Linked DNA regions of Mus musculus: regions 2 and 3 are each linked to region 1. The links are chromatin contacts, called in public HiChIP or PLAC-seq maps. All regions are on one chromosome and are shown on one strand. Each heading gives the region's core, a stretch centred on a gene start, on an enhancer-like site or on the middle of the called end of the contact. The rest is flanking DNA. Distances are from core to core; before and after follow the strand shown. Region 1 overlaps Fam155a (family with sequence similarity 155, member A). Region 2 has its middle 4.0 kb from the start of Gm31135. Region 3 holds the start of Fam155a (family with sequence similarity 155, member A).

Evidence for each region. HiChIP or PLAC-seq counts read pairs in DNA pulled down with a chosen protein or histone mark.
Region 2: a FOXA1 HiChIP or PLAC-seq map of pancreatic cancer cells shows a contact between it and region 1. The contact joins two enhancer-like sites. A contact is called at or near these places in 2 of 115 datasets of contacts at active chromatin or transcription factors (embryonic stem cells and pancreatic cancer cells) and 1 of 9 other capture datasets (embryonic stem cells).
Region 3: an H3K27ac HiChIP or PLAC-seq map of oligodendrocyte precursor cells shows a contact between it and region 1, with 7 times the contacts expected there. The contact joins the promoter of Fam155a here to the enhancer-like site in region 1. A contact is called at or near these places in 5 of 39 promoter capture datasets (embryonic stem cells, hematopoietic stem and progenitor cells, liver and 2 more) and 6 of 115 datasets of contacts at active chromatin or transcription factors (embryonic basal ganglia, embryonic forebrain, forebrain and 3 more).

The regions. Positions count from the first base shown.
Region 1 is chr8:9,202,835-9,206,426 of GRCm38.p6, forward strand. Fam155a (family with sequence similarity 155, member A) reads right to left here. Exons shown (of 3, transcript NM_173446.2): 3 at 3,176-3,592. Among named protein-coding and RNA genes, the nearest start is that of Gm39128, 37 kb to the left of the region's middle. Within about 2 kb of position 1,992, at least 37 of the 459 cell types and tissues checked have an H3K27ac peak or open chromatin away from gene starts, as enhancers often do. A contact at or near this core is called in embryonic forebrain, oligodendrocyte precursor cells and pancreatic cancer cells, where this site is marked.
Region 2 is chr8:8,486,956-8,490,547 of GRCm38.p6, forward strand. No RefSeq gene overlaps it. Among named protein-coding and RNA genes, the nearest start is that of Gm31135, 4.0 kb to the left of the region's middle. RefSeq lists an enhancer at 1,099-3,592. Within about 2 kb of position 1,721, at least 143 of the 459 cell types and tissues checked have an H3K27ac peak or open chromatin away from gene starts, as enhancers often do. A contact at or near this core is called in pancreatic cancer cells, where this site is marked.
Region 3 is chr8:9,769,145-9,772,736 of GRCm38.p6, forward strand. Fam155a (family with sequence similarity 155, member A) reads right to left here and starts at 1,879. Exons shown (of 3, transcript NM_173446.2): 1 at 933-1,879. The coding sequence starts at 1,874.

The sequences.
Region 1 (3,592 bases), core at 742-3,241:
AGTTTACTAAATTAACCATGTCAGTTATTTCTAAATATGTGCATTATAGAGATAAACCACTGTAGTTTGGAAACAGAAAGACTGGCCCAGTTAATGTGTGTGAGCTGATTACTGTGTGTTCATGAGGGCCCTTAGAGACCTATGGTACTTAAGGCTATCTCATACTTATTTTGTTGGAAGTGTTTTCAGCTGTAATCAAATGACCAGCTTCCTGATTGACATATGAAGAGCCATAGTTTCACCCCTGCTGTGGCTTTGACCTAAAGCTCTGGACCTTTTCCTCATGCAGTACCACCACTTTCTTGCAAGTACTGCTCTGACCACAAGGTCTTCCTGCAGACTCTTTCCTGTGACTTCCAGAGTAAGACAACAACAGAGTAAACAGGAGTATAGTAATATGCCACATGAGTGCTACAGCCTGTAGACTCGTGGAAAAATTTAAAAGCAATTAAAAAAGACATTTTAGAATAGAGAGAGAGCACATCTAATCCCCCCAAAAGATTTAAGCAGCTGCCATAGTAGGGACTAGCTAAGGTCAACTCTGAAGTTTCTGACTACCTTTGTCTCCTCCCACCCATCCCCCCACCTGTGTGACCCAGGACAGAGTAGGCAGGAGTTGTTATTTAAACTCTCACTGGAATGTCTCAAGATAGAAGACAGCCTTGAAATGACTCAAGGAAACAGACACATTTAACATTTTAGTCCTTGCCTTGAGCTGTATTCCAAGGCAGAGAGGATCTCTATTCACTTTGTTATGATAAGGATATTTTGTAGTAACATTTGGTAGCTTGTGTCAGCATCCTGGGGAGATTTCTTTAAATGGAGCCCAGGGATCCTGTCCCTTCACTCCCCTTCAGTCTTGTTTCCAACATAGTCCAATACCTACATGCTATATTCAGTTTGATCTAAACAGCATTAAAGCTTGGAAAATGGAAGACATTCTGGTTATTTCAAGACTATTTTGCTTTTACTAATGGAGACATTTTGAGAGTCTGTTTTCCATATCGGAGTAGGCTGTCAGACAAGCACAATGAGCAAATGTTTGCAGACCAATAGAAATAATTTATCATAATGCTATACATGTGTTGTTGTGGATAGAATAATTATGTTGCTGAGGCTTTACTTGTGATGTTTACACATATATTATATATATTTATGTCTCTGTAAGGCTATGCCATAGTATATATAATCTATTCCTTTTATATATACACACGTATGCATGTGAAATCAAGTACATGGCTTCGATTCCTGGAAAAACAAGAAACACCTTTCATTTCTATGTGTATTCAATACTGCCAAAATCTCCAATTGACTTAGTTACCGAAAGAGGATGAAAATCAAGGCTCAGAAAGATTAATGTTTGAATGTTTCTCAGATATCAGATATCGCCTGATAACCCATGCCTTTTGCACATGGTTCTGACATCTAATTATATCTTTCATTTACTGCCCTCCCCCAGCAGGACTTAATTATTCATTCACTTTAGAACCAATTTCCCTCCATCTTTCCTTCTTCCTGTCCTGTCTTTCTTTATTTTCCTGCCTTCTTTTATTTAAGAGGGTAGGATCCATTGCAAAGAGGCATGAGTTCATTAGTGAGGGACCAACGTTTTTGGTAGTGATGTCACATAGAGGACCAGCTTTTCATTAGTACATCGTGGTAGGGGGAACAATGCTACCTTTGTAATGAAAGAAAATCCAATGTAATGAGTTACCCACATGTAAATGGCAGAGTGAATAACCTCTATGAGTCACTCGGTTATGCTTAGCAGAACCGCTGTGGTTGAGATTGGAATTCCCTGCTGTTAAAAAGTAGACAATGATGAACTCGGGGACATTCTTCCATAGATCTACGAAGCAGATATTTTTTTTTCTTGATTTTCAACATGCCTGCACAGGTAACTGTTTTAATATTGTAGTTCATTATCCAGTGTGCAAGGGATGGCCACTACAAGGCAAACAGAAGAGAGCAAGGCTGGAATTTATTCTGCTCAAATTAACGTGTGCACAAGTTAAACACACTCAGTGTGCACTGGGAAGCCTGCTGTGCATGGCTGCACTGTGGACTGTCTGCTGCCTGTTTAAAGCCCTATTCTGCTGGGATCTCCTTTCCGCTTTCCGTTGTTTCTGGTGAAACTGTGCAAAGGAGGAGACCCAGGGTAATGATAACCTAAGGCATTGATAGGCAACATCCCTTGGGAATTACAGATTACCCAGCGACCTCAGCATTAACCTGGACAGAGTCTGTTCCCCTCTGGTTCTCTTTCCCTCTCTCCCTAAGTCAAGGTTTTGTATTCACCCTTAGCAGTATAGGGTTTCAGCTAACACTAAAGTTGTCTTTTGTGTGAGCTCAGCTCCCAGGGAAAGTGATGTAGTTTTCCCCATTTTTCCGTTTTCCCATTCTAGAAGGAAAAGCAAAACCCCTATCTGTTTCATTGTGGGGAGAAAGCATTTTTCATGAGTTGCAGAGGATATTAAGAGGGAGTGAAATCCTGTCCCTTCTCCCACCATGTCCTGGGCTCTAGTGTTCAGGGGTTATCACTGTTCTATACTTACAGAGAATAACAACTTCTCTTCATACCAGCAGGATTTTTTCCCCCATTATGGCAAAATGTAACCATTTCAAGAACAGAATGGCTACAACACAAACAGAAGGAGCCTGAAGGATGTGGAAGAGATCAAGAATGGCTTTTCCACTGAGGGCAGGCAGACTTCCCAGGAGATGCATAACCACTTACCTTATGTTGCTCTGAGTACAGCTTTCCAGGTGAGTCTTCACTCAATAAGACACTGATAGGGATACTCCAATGCTTATATCTGCAAGTGTTTGGCTGTCAGTAATGCAGTTACATTGTCTCCTAAACCCATATACCCCAAATCTCTTACATACCCCAAAGAGTACCATATCTTCACAGATTAAAACATAGTACTTCTGTGTATGTGTGTGTACACACACCTGTACATAAATCTCCATGTATAAGGGGAAAGGAGAGAGAAAAGACTGTTTTTAAAGAAAAGGAAAAAGAAACTGGAGAGGTTTGCACTTTTTGGTGTTTTTTTTTTTTTTTGTATTTATGCAGACCATTTTAGGGTTTTCAGTCTCAACAAAACACTAGTAAAACAAAGAATCTAGTAAAATATTTGTGCATGTACTGCTAAACAATTCTAGCAATTTTATTAAGCAATACCTTTATTATTTTTTAATATTCTTAACAGACTGGAACAAAACATTTTATTCAAAACAAAATATGCATACTGTACGCATGTCGCAGGGTTAAGCATGATGCAGAGGATAGATCTGTCTGAACGAAAACGAACGCCTGGGGGAGTTTTATAGCTATAAAGTTAACAACTAAATTTTGTTCACTAGGAGGTCCTTGTCTATGGGTTTCCTTCATCTCTCAGCCACACAGCAAACCTACCCGAAGTGCACTTCCCAAGTGTAGTTAGAGAACAGGAAGGAATGTGAAGTGTCTTTTTAAAATTATTAGTTTTGTTTGTTTTGTAAAAACAGCCCTTATTAACTCTCCCTTCCACTGGCCCTACTGTAAACCCATAAAAGCCTTTTTTTAGAAAGCAAATTCATATACACT
Region 2 (3,592 bases), core at 471-2,970, 720 kb before region 1:
AACGAGCACACGTTTAATTCTGACAAAACCATATTTCCTAGCCAGACATCAGAGCTCATGGCTGCAATCCCAGAACTCTGGAGGTGGAGACAGGAGGGTTTCCACAACTTGAAGCCAGCCAGCCTGGGCTACTTTGTAGTGGTTTTCAGACCAGCCTGTGACTCTGTGTAAGATCTTGTCTCAAACACACACACACACACACACACACACACACACACACACACACACCACTTTCTCTGCTAGTCACCAAATTAACATTCCAAGCACTGGGAGAAGAATTTGAACCAAATTTTTGGAAGCAGACAGGAAATGCTAATTTTAAAAGCTATTTATTAACATAAACTTTAATCCCAACACTTGGGAGGAGAGGCAGGTGGATCTCTGAGTTCCAGGCTAGCCTGGTCTACAGAGTGAGTTAGTTCCAAGATAGCCAGGGCAATACAGAGAAAAACTCTTGACTTGAAAATGGATCGTCTATTTTAAATAACAGGGGGACTTTTGACCTGTAATGCTGTTTTTGTCAGCTCATTGAATAATTCCTGATTGATTATCCTTTTTTTTTTTTTTTTAATTCCCTGAAGGAGTACTGCTTCCCCCAAGTAGCTGAGACTGGTTTAATAAACACTTGCAGTGTGAATGTGGGTGAGCTTTTCTATTGATGCTTTAACTTCACTTCAGGTTAATCAGCCCACGTCACTAGCGCAAACATACTTGAAACACTAAAATGAGAATGGACCTGACAGGCCCGTGACGTGTACACAATGATTTTACAATTGCTACTTAAAACTAAGTTCCTTTGGTCAGGGTCATACTTTAGATATGTTACCTATATTGTTAGGTTCCACAAAAGAACACAGGGCTCATAGCAACAGGGGCAGAATAAATGTCTCCATGAGATTCCAAGGGCATTAGTCACTTGATAGCTTGTGTGGTGCACAACAAAGCCGGGGCCAGCTAAGTCCTTTCGGATACACAGAAGGAAGGGCTCAGACAAAAGGCTGAGGCTGCCGCCTGATATCCAAGAGCAAATGACAACTCTTAAAACTCTCCCTGCTCTGAACTGCTCAAGAAAATATGAAAGTAATTTTCAAAGAGCATGGCTTGACGCTTCTCTCCTAAAAGAAAATCCTCCCCAGAGTCTCTGATTAAAGAAGGGCGTAATCACTCTTTCTGATTCACTCTGATTTCACCTCAAAGGGGACCCGAGGTTTCTTTATACCAAGTTGACTCTTACTTCAAACCAAAGGCAGAAGAGAGGGAAAAAAAAGTCAAGTCAGTTTGAGCAGCCTCTCCCAAAAAGCTCAGAACGTCAGGTTATTTATAGGTGTTAAACTGAACCTTTAAACACAGAAATTGCCAGCCTCTATCTGACGCAGCGTGTAAGACAAGGACACAGGTCTTGTGCAACTCTGAGGTGGGTTAAATAACTCAGACACAAAATTTATGTGCCTCGTGCCATCACGGCTTCTGACCCAATGCTGTATAGTCTGTAGTGAACGTGAGTGGCGCGCACATGTGTGTGTGTGTGTGTGTGTGTGTGTGTGTGTGTGTGTGAATGAATGTGTGATATGTTGTATGTAAAGAGTCCAAGGCAAGAATCAGTATCCTGTCCTGCCCATAGATGCACAAGCACCCAGCATCCAGAGGGTAAGGTAGTGTGTTCCTTGATGAGCGCTCTGGGAACAAGCCCAGCCTGGAAAGGGTTGAGAGCATAGGGCTGCCAGGCCAGCTCACACTCCCGAGCCAGTGAGCCTGTCCAACTAATCGGCCGGGTTTGTTTGCACAGCTTTGCTGGAGCGTTTGCAGGGATGCACCCCCAGCTCCCCGCAGAGCCTGAGAGAGAGTGGCCAGCCAAGATACCAGCGGGACCAGGATTCACCTGCATGCCCAGATACGGGCAGAAAAAACATAGCACAGTTTGTCCAAACAGCCCTGGGCGCTGCAGGATGGCTGTCCCCGAGGTCTTCCCCCAGCTTTGCTGCCAGGGGACACCAGCCAGGTTTATCTAAGGGCTGAGATACACTCTTTGAAATTCGCAGTCAGGCAGGCCTGCTGTGACCCAGGGAGGGACTTCTAGAGCTCCCCCGGGGAGCCAAGCTCTACCTGGAAACGCTTGGCAGACACATTCAATGAGGTTCCCACAGCCCACAGCCTTAGTCAGCACCTGGTCGGTGGAGTGACTCAGAAATTGGGAGCGAGGAGGGGCTTCAGGTTTTCTGAACCCACTGTCACGTACGTCACGTGATTAACCAAAGCATGAGCCTGCTCAGAACCACAGGCAGGAGCCATCTGCCTTTGTCTTGCCTTTGTTATCTTACAGAACCAGCACGGGGAGGAACAGCCTTTGACTTTCCAGATTCCCCCACCACCATCACCAACCCCCACCTCCAGCAGCAGGCTGGGTGATAACGTTTTTGATTAAGCTCTTGCACACATCAGCAAAGCCTAATTATGAAAGATCTAATAATATATCGCCGTGTTTCTCTGACAACCACGGGCGTCTCCTCTCAGCATCCTCCGAGCTATTGGAAAGGGGAGCAGACACTGACACCTCGCACTAACTGCACAGGGAGAGGGCCAGGCCTAGAACCTTCTGCACAGGACGATTGGGGTCTTTCTGCAACACCCATCTCCTGCAAGGGCAAACTTGGCTATACACAAAAAGGGATTTGTTTGATTTTGTTTTTTAAGTCGGGGGTGTGGGGTGGGGAATTAAGCGTTGTTTGGCAATTAAAATAAGTGGAATGAAGAATCATCTCATTAGCATTCCTCCAGTGGCAAAGGATGTTCAAACCTTGCGACCCTGGCGGTAAGATGCCTCACACTGCCGCTGCTTTATGTATAGCTAAAAATACATTCGGTGACACTTTAACCGGCAAGAGAAAGCACTCCGTTTCTCTATACATATGGAAATAAGCTCTCTCCGGAGACACCTGGAACAATGGCGGCAAAATCTATATCAAAAGAGACGCAGCCTCTGCACAGCTTTCCTTTGTGCCCAGAATGCTTGTGGCAGCCCTGAGTTCATGGATTTCTACCGTGGTGCAATTTAAAACAAATGATGCTTGCTTACCTCCAACCCCCACCTCCCTGCAGGCAGCTTGCCTGCGTGTGCAGGCAGTATACCAGGGGGTCCTTCACAGAGGAATTTGCCACATACACTTGACACTTGATCAAAGCAGGGGCATTTGTCTCCCTGAAACAAAACTGCAAACACCAAAGGCCCTGGCCCCATGATGCTCCTGGGTCTTCCTGCACAGCCTTTGTGACCACGGTTCAATTTTGTCCTCTGACAATCCTTCAAATTACACTTTCCAGGAAAAGAAAATAAAAAATCATGAGTTTTTTTTTTTTTCTGCAGAATTATGAGGGCATCCAGGAGACTAGTCTCATCTACTAAGTTCCAGGACAGTGGCAAAGAGGAGACTCTAGCCTCCCTAGACCTCTGGCTTGTAAGAGAATCCCTACCCGCTTGTCTCCTGTCTCCAATACCACCGGCCTGGTGACTTCTGGGTCCTGAAAACAACAGATTTGGCTACAGCTGGAGGACGTTTTCCCACTCTGGTGTCCAGCTGTGGACGTCATTCTGTGA
Region 3 (3,592 bases), core at 629-3,128, 570 kb after region 1:
TTTAATTGCTTTGAAAAGCTAACACCCACACCTACAGAGATCCTGTCCTCATGTCTTCCCAGCTAAAGGTCACTGCAGCTTCTTCATCTTTAGGCCTCTCTTGGACTAGCCCCATTTCAGCACCACGGACAGCGACACCCCCAGCAGCCCAGGGCTGCATATACCATTTCCAAGAAACTTGTCTAGACTTCCCCTTTGCTAATCATAATCAGCAAGGTCACCACAGCCCTTGCTGACTACAATACAATGTATTAGCTATTTCTCCGAATTTTAGCTCATAGCATCAAAGATGTGTCACTTGCTATTTCTTCAGAGTATGCAAAAAAAAGCAATTACGTAAGGTGTATGATCACCAGTTTAACATTGAGAATCAATTAATAGATAGCTAACTACGACCTTCTACTCCTATGACACCCAGGCCTATACTACACAGCTGTCTAAGAGAAAACAGGAAGCTTAAAGAGAACAGGCCTTCAGACTTACTAAAGAATGAAAGCTAGCCCATAAAACCCACAAAATGTGTACGTTTGACTGTTTTCCTCCCTACATTAACAGCTACACTTTCTTCTGTTCCTCTGACCAACCAACCTGATTATGTTAGAAGTGGAGAAATGATTCCCTCTGGCTACCTGCGTGTGTTGGTCCCTTCTCTATTTCCCTGAAAGGAATAGTATGCGCCAACTGCGAAGCTCGAAGAAACAGCTCAAGCCCTGACTTTGTTATCTTAGAAGATAGACTTCCCTGATGTACCAAGAGCTCTGAAAAGAAGGGCATCAGGCCACCAGCAACCTACCAGCTGTCCCCAACTCCATCAGAAAGTCAAGTTCTCATAGCCAGATAAACAATGATTAAACTTACAAAACCGGAGCCAGATAAACGAATCAAACATAAAAAAAGCCGCAGCGAAGGGGAAAGGAACCCGCTGTGCCTACCTTGCAGTCCTCAGGACAGGACTTCACCGAGTACTCATCCGACTGTAAGTACTTATGCAGCACGCTTTCAAACTCTTCGTACTTCTCCTGAGCGTGGTGGTCGTAGTCCTGGTAAGCCTCGATGCACTGTCTACACGTGGTCATCTCACCGCCCTCCGTGAGCACCACGTCCAGACTGCAGTTCAAAGTACTGGGGCTGGACAGCCCCGAAAACAACTCCCAAAGTGTGTAGGAATTACAAAATGAAAGGTAAAAATCCGACAAGTTCCACAGCGGAGTTGGCCGAGAGCCCCTGGACGACTGCTCCTCCCCCGCGGCCGCCCCCCGACTCCAGTTCCTGGCGCACACAGCGTCCGCGCTCTCCACGGTGAAGCACTGGCCGGAGGAGGCGCCCTGGGGGTAACAAGTCTCTAGGCGCCACACCGGCTTGGCAGAGTTTCCTAGAAAAAGAGCCCTGCTCCGGTTGTTCTTGCCTCGGTTGCCCTTGCTGCCGCCGCCGCCTCCCGGGGAGGGGGGCAGGGTGGGGGACGAGGAGGCGGAGAGGAGTCTGTGTGCCTGGGCGGCGGGCGAGGACTCCCCCATGCTGGCCAGGAGCGCGGGCCAGGAGGGCTCCTGCTGTCGCTGCCTCTGCTGCTGTCGCTGCCGCTGCTGCTGTCGCTGCTGCTGCTGCTGCTGCTGTTGCTGCTGTTGCTGCTGCTGTTGCTGCTGTTGCTGCTGCTGTTGGTGATGCTCTTTGTCCCGGGTCCGGGTCAGCTTGGCCTCGGCGCAGAACCACAAGTGATCAGAGAGCAGGACTGTGAAAAACAAGAGAGAAGCCAGAGACAGTCGCCATTTCTGAGCCCGCTCTGAATCGATGAACGGTTTCTCGTTCTCCCGGGGTGCTGCCAACCAGATTTTTAAGCCGTCGTCATACTGCCGACACATCCAAGCACCCCTGGTCATATTTTGGGAACGCACAGCCCTGGCCGACTCCACCGTGAGGGCTCCTGTGCCGGTGTCACCACAATATGCATTGACTTAAAGGGTTTAATTTCCGTATCCCCTCCTCCCGTTTCTTCTCTCTCTCTCTCTCTCTCTCTCTCTCTCTCTCTCTCCCTACATAAATATTACCATACTTTGGAGGAAGATCTTGCTTCCGACCTAAGCATCAGCCGACCCCATCCCTTGAAGAGTGGGAGACAATAAGAGAGAGAGAGAGAGAGAGAGAGAGAGAGAGAGAGAGAGAGAGAGAGAGAGAGAGACGCGGAGGCTGGTGCTGTGCTGGCCGGTGGGGAGGCTGAGTGCGGGAGGTGATGGTGGTGGAGGTGGCTGGGTGGCTGGCGCTGCTCCTATCACCCCGGCATTGTCAGCGCGCGGGTCCCCATGGCCCAGCTGAGGACAGCCCGCTCTCCCCTGCCAGGGGCATGCCGCGTCTCTGCTGCCCACTGACGGCGACCGGAGCGCCTCCCCTCCTCCTCTCCTCCTCCTCTTCTCCTCCTCTTCCTCCTCCTTCCTCTCCGTCGCTGGCTTCTCCTCCGCCTCCCGCGCCTACTTCGCGCTGGCTCTCCCCGCGCCCCGAGCTTGGGCGGCCGCCGGCGGGGCTGTCCCTCCCCCCCACCCCCCACCCCGCGCTCCGACTGTCGCCGCGGCCGCTGCAGGTCTGCCCGCGGGCGCCGCCGGGGGCCGAGTCGCCTGCTCTGGGCCTCCCGAGGCCACAGTCATCTTCAGTCCCCGGGCTAAGTTGCCGCCATCTTCGTCCTGGAGGCACACTTTTTTGGGGGGAGCGCTGGATTTTGCGTCATCTCCTCCCGCCCCGAGGTCTCTCCATCCTGGTGCAGTGACAGCAGCTTGGCCCGGGGCGGAGGACGAAGACGCGCCCCGGCAGCTTGAAGACCCGCTGTCCACCGCCCCCTCCGGGTCCTGTACACCCAGGCTTTTGCCCAGGGGTTGCGATCCCTCCCCACTTTTTATTTCAGAGTCAAGACGTGGGCCGAGTGGCCAAGGCTGCTGACCTGGGTCTTCAGCTTCTCCTTAGGACCCCGCTGTCTAGGGGACAAGTCCCAGACACCAGAGGGCAGCTAAGAGGTCCCTGTTGGGGACTAGGGACTGGGTATCATTTCCCTCGCTAGACAATCTTCTGCAAGAGGAGGCTGATTAGAGGAGGGGCGAGGTGACTTTGCAGGCTCAGTCTGAACGCTTTTTGAGTCTCTAGAGAGCTCCACTGCGTTTGGGTTTTGTCCTAAATCGGTTTTATGGGTCAGAAAGGATGCGGGGTGTGTGCATCTGTGTGTCTGCCTACACGGTGCTGTTTAACCGACACTGTGTGTGTGCTGCAGCTGTGACCACACTGTACTCCATGTCTGACCACGCTTTCTCCTCCAAAGTAAGCGGCAACAAAAGGTCTCCCCGCTCCAGGGAAGCACCAGCACTGCAGTACACCTCACCAGCATTGAGTGGGGGCCCTAATCTTGGAGGATTCCTGCAGAGGACCCCTAAGACCCTGAGGCATCTGCTCACTGTGCCTGCTGCCCAGCCCCGCTGGGTGGGCTCCTCTGCGCTGGAACTTCCGCAGCGCCCTCCAAGCTGGCACTACAGTCCAAGGCTCTGGTGCCCCTTAGTGTTGGCTCTAGGAGTTCCAGGAAGGAAAAGACAGACACATACTGGGAAAACCTGGGGTCCCC